2 separate regions of the Bombyx mori genome follow, and region 2 is linked to region 1. Evidence: chromatin contacts called from public Hi-C data. All regions are on one chromosome and are shown on one strand. The core of a region is the stretch at or near the end of the contact, and the rest is flanking DNA. Distances in the headings are between cores, read along the strand shown. Region 1 holds the start of LOC101746697 (solute carrier family 35 member F3). Region 2 holds the start of LOC101742244 (serine/threonine-protein kinase Warts).

Region 1 (2,700 bases), core at 147-2,646:
ATGCAATCAATGAATCTGACTTGTTACAGTAAACTGACATGCAAAATCTTAAGCATATCTATTCTGAAACCCACTTGTATTCCAGTTTGTAGGGAAGGGCCCACCATTATAAATGAACATCCATTTATACTTCACCTGCAGGTGGAAATATTTCAGAGCTCTTGGAACAACTTAACACCAGGAAGACAAATAAGCTCATCTGCCTGTCTGCCTTTATAAATTCAATGCTATTAATTCAAGATATTCCAAATCTTGTACAATTTTAATACTATACTCATATCAATTTACTTAATTATTTTAATCTGTATAATGAAGACAGGCATCTGCCTCACCTAATAGGTGTAATTCTGTATCATGCTATTAGTAAAAAAAAATATATATATTATTTTTTATTAAAAAGTTCTTATTTACTTAAAACTTACATTATGTAATTTATCTGTGCTATTGTTATGGAGTACGATTGTGGCTGCTTCGGTAGTATAAGTAGAAAAATAGCCACTATAAGGATATTCCTCTAGGTACAAATGTTTGATACAATGTGTTGTTGTCACCCATGATGTAGTTAGCGTCAGCATCACACATATGCCATAGTAGATCTTTAAAATGAAAGCTAAGTTAAACAGCACTGTCATAGGCATGGGTAAGCATTACAGATCATTTAAAGCTGAATAAACATACTTTTTTAGCAAACTTGGAGCAACACGAACGTGGGCACTTTTTATCACGAAGCTGGCGCTCTTCGTCTTGACTACTAGTAGCTGACTCGCTGTAAGCTTGTTGTAGTGAAGGTTGAGTTGTTAGCGGAGGCGCCGAACAAACGGAGGCCTGTGGCGTCAATGGAACACGAGGGCTGAGCGGCGTCGGCGGTCCGTTTGGCCTTTCTCTATCTCCATCAACGCAATTTCTTTCGCTTTCTACCACTTCTTCACTGGTTATTATCACCGAAGGCGCACGTACGCGTTTTGGATTAAAAATCGTGGGAACATCACCGTCCCTTGCCATGTTTACGTAAAAATCACTTTGGAAAATGAAAACATAATTTTCGATCCTCTTTATTTTTTAATAACATTATTATTCTAATATTATTACATACTCATTTAAGGATACAATTAAATCTCTTTTGTAAACATTGGCCCTATTTTACGAGGCGCGATATTTTTTATTTATTTAATACACAAAAATTAAAGATATTATTTAAAATTAAACAACTATTGTCTGTAATTGAATTTTAGCTTCTCGAAGCCATTTCCGTATTTATTGGATTTGTGCATGTCCCCATTTTGGCAAAAAAAGAAAAAAAATCAAGGTCTTTTATAACGGTCAAAGGATTCTCCATAGATTAAACACTTAATTTATTTGAGAGGATTCTCGTTGATTAACCGACTTAACTATTTACATTTGACATTAACAGATAACAGTGCAATTGACAATTGACAGTAGTACTAGTTCTATTTTTCCAACTGGAAAGGCAAAGATATCATACCATAATGCTTAATCTTTATATTTTTTTAGGAAAAATGATAATATGAAGTAAAATGAAACGAAGTTAATTAATTTGAAACATTAATCAATTGGCATGAAATTATGCCAATCATATGCAAAATAAAAATATTATATGTAATATAATTATTATATTATTTGTGTTGTTCCTGTTTGTCCGATGTTAGGGCATCCATTATTAGGATGAACAGTAAGAGCTTAAAGCTGATCCCTGGTGTAAGCCTATCGCGTCAGTATCGTCAGCTGCGAAGCCTACGTATGAACGGGTTACCGTAAATAGTTCGAACAAGCCGCTGGTATTTCCCTGGCAGTCCTTTCACTTTCATGCTCCAGCACAGAGCTTCACAGGGAGCCCCATCATACGCTTTTCCCAAATCAACAAATACCATGTGCACATTTTTACTTGCACGGCGGTATTTTTCGCTCAATTAGCGAAGGGAAAAAATGGTGTCCGTTGTACTGCGTCCCGGCATGAACTCGAACTGGTTCTATGATACCTCACTCTTCTCTCTCATTCTTCTCGTTATCACTTTGTCCCAAGCTTTCATACTATTTGACATGAGCGTTATTCCCCTATAATTGTTGCATACCTGTACGTCACCTTTGTTCTTAAATATAGGTACGGGTGAGCCACCACTCATCAGGCATGGTCTCTTCTTGGAGCAGTTTATTGAAGAATAATATCAGCCACGTTCATCCACTCGCTTTCAGAAACTTCCCCACTTCTATTGAGATACCATTTGGTCCAGTAGATTTTCCATTTATCATATCTTGTACAGCCTTTTGTACTTCTTGCATACTTATTTCCCTTACTACACTAGCATTTATTGGAACATCGTGCAATAGAAAACAAAACCACAAAAATCTATATTTTTTGTTAATTACAAGTTAAGGAGAATTGGAAGTTCGCACGAGTAAGTATCGACCTACTGCCTATTTCTTGCGTGAATTAGTGATACGTTTTAGTTTATAGGGACAGACAGCCGTATTACAATAAAATTGTTAACAGTATTAGGACTATGGGCCCTGATAATATTAATAAAATATCATTCAAGGTGGGTGGCGCATTTACGTTGTAGATGTCTATGGACTCCAGTAACCATTTAACACCAGTTGGGCTGTGAGCTCGTCCACCCATCTATGCAATCAAAATAAAATAAAAAAATTCAATAGCAAATTAACCTTAATTGTAGAGTCATA
Region 2 (2,700 bases), core at 100-2,599, 200 kb after region 1:
TATTATGTGTATTATTTATACTTTCCTCTCATGCTCGCTGCACGAGTTAATATTTGCGACGATCTTCTTTGAACTGTTGACTTTGAACCGCAACAAGAAAGCCGCGGCATATATCGCCGTCAAACACCAATAAGGGCGAACCGTTGGCCATATTTGTTCACCACCTAACCGGGGACCTGCAACACTTTCGCGAGATACGACGCCAAGGATACCACCGTTGGTTGCTTTGTGGTGTTTGTATTTTGCCGCACGCCGCCTATTATAATAGGTAGTTCGGAGGTTAAGGATGACAAGATAAGATCAATGGACTTTGGAAGAATTCAAAAAGCAATATCCAACTATTTTGTTTCGTTTAACCACCCTTGTGTACTTTCAGAGATACTAAAATGTTAATAAACCACCGTCATAACATACTAAACCTGATGAAACAGTAAATAAAAAAATAAAAAAGTCACAACTTGACAACAGCAACAACCTAAAAAAATTCCTAGCACTGGCCTCAGGTAGAGATGTACTTGGTTGAATTTAACACAGGATCGGAATCACAGCCCTCCGTGAAGATCCGGCGAGATCTCAGTGGGTGGTGTCTATGAGCTATTTCATACGTCGAGCACAGCAGAGAGTAACGTGCACAGCGAACGACAGAAGAATCTTTGAAAGTGGACCTGAAAGATCGGAAAGAATATGTTAATGGCTACGGCGGCTTTAGGTTGCCCTGTTGCCTGGGTCGGATATGTAATGAGAAGCGGAAAGGTAATGGCACGCCGCTTTATCAAAATAGCGTTCCGACGCTTCCATAAGGTTTTTACTGATAGAAACTAATTAGTTCTTACGTACCACGGTGCTCCGAAGGCTATTTTGCAGAAATGGGATTGGATAACCTGGAGAGAGTTCATGTGTGAACGGGACGCGTGAGCGAACACTACACTTACCTATTTCCTTATTAACTCCAAGCCTATTTCACAATGGAACGTATGCATGTTTTGTAGAGTGTCACCTTGTTATGAAGAAAATGAATTAGGCAATAGCAGATAGAAATTTCTTAATTTAACAGTCTTAGAATTAGACCGTTATACTCTTTTTTTTTTCTTTAGAATTTTTGCAGTTAGGATTTTTGCTGTGAGTCCTGTGACTAGGTACTTACTCCATGCCTGTGACTTTCTTATTATTCGGATACAGTTTCATTTCGACAATTCTGTAGAAGTGTTTTTTTAAAGGTCTGATTATTACTTTTAATAGAGAAATTCCTACATTAGTAAGCAGATGAGTGCTTTAGCTGGGTTCTTTTTTACGAAAAAGAGTCGTCAAACAAAATGGAATTTAATCTTCTGTGTATCCGAACACACTAAAGAATGTGGTAATTCTTCAAAATGGTCGCTTTGTATGGTTTGCCAACTTGCATGTCTGTGTTTTAGAGTCCTTTGTTTTCATATTTCCTTAGAAACTCTCGCTTTAAAGCACAACTCTATCGACTCCAGATTGCCTCTTCCGTATAAAAATTAATGCGACTAATCAAAACTAAGTGTGCAAGAAAGATGTCATCGGCAATGTGAGAGCTGTCGATCGAACTGAATTTCATTTTATGGGATTATGACATTTGTGCATATAATACGGATTTACAGAAAGTGAAAAAGTGCCTGGTAATGAATTACAGTAATTAATTATTCTTCTTAGTGCCTTGAATGAACGAAACATTGCTTTCCGAGCTCCCTCTAATTTTGGAATTCCACAAGTCTATGTCATGATTGATTCGCATTAGACATTCCTTACATCCTCGTACTCTTGGATAGAATGCGATACTGTTAAAAATTGTGTACTCGAATTGTCTGATACTGTAAACAGGTTCTGTATAAAGTCGACAAATCATATCCCTATCCTGTTGCCAAGATGTCAAACTTTTCTCATCTAACTTATTTAACTCATTATTTTATTATCACATAAAATTTAAGGGATCTAAAGCAAGAGGAATTCTCAATTGATTAGGTACTAATATTTAAAAATATTTTTCAGTTAAAAGAAAGTACCTTTCACGCTGCTACACAAAAAGCAATGTTGATACAGACTGACTAGTGAGGAAATCGATATATAAACGAAATAAATTCGATAATAAAGACAGTGACAGTGCTGCGAGTCTTAATTAGAGTGTTGAATAAATGGTGCGGAGGATAATAAACAAGGATATGTACAGGGTGTGGGGTGTGCTCATGTGATGGGAGGCGTGGGGTGAGAGGTGAGGCGCACGGGCGCGGGCGCGGGCGCCATGAACCCGCCGGCGCCCGGCAAAACGGCTACGCGCTCCGGATACCACCAGAAGGCGCTTGCCGAAATCAGAAACTCATTGCTTCCCTTTGCGAACATTGGAAACTCTGAACCGCCAGGTTCATCAGCTGCTAGCACAGTTAGTTCAGGAGTGAGTTCGGGGTTTAGTTCTTCTTCGGGAAATGGACTCGATAAAGACTTGAATGTGCTACCTCAATCCTTGAACCAACTTATTGCCTTGGGTTATGATGAGGTGAGTTTAGTTATAATGAATTGCTAAAAGTGTTTCTAAATAACAGATATGATTAGTGTTTTTTTAGTGTCATTATTCCATTATCTTTAATTTTTATAAAAAAACTGGCTGGCATTGTTTTGCCATAAAAATATTTCTAGGAAAGATACCGACTGCAGTGCCGGGTTGCTTTATAAATCTAAACCATT

Evidence for each region. Hi-C and Micro-C count contacts between places; a contact is called where the count stands out from the background.
Region 2: a contact with region 1 is called in a Hi-C map of posterior silk gland, with 2.2 times the contacts expected there. The contact joins the promoter of LOC101742244 here to the promoter of LOC101746697 in region 1. A contact is called at or near these places in 3 of 7 Hi-C or Micro-C datasets (middle silk gland, posterior silk gland and whole pupa).

Annotation. Positions count from the first base shown.
Region 1 is chr6:13,512,350-13,515,049 of ASM3026992v2, forward strand. It overlaps LOC101746697 (solute carrier family 35 member F3), which reads right to left and starts at 1,397. Exons shown (of 9, transcript XM_021346198.3): 1 at 679-1,397; 2 at 423-596. The coding sequence starts at 1,002.
Region 2 is chr6:13,711,192-13,713,891 of ASM3026992v2, forward strand. It overlaps LOC101742244 (serine/threonine-protein kinase Warts), which reads left to right and starts at 1,350. Exons shown (of 5, transcript XM_004923502.5): 1 at 1,350-1,640; 2 at 2,011-2,512. The coding sequence starts at 2,261.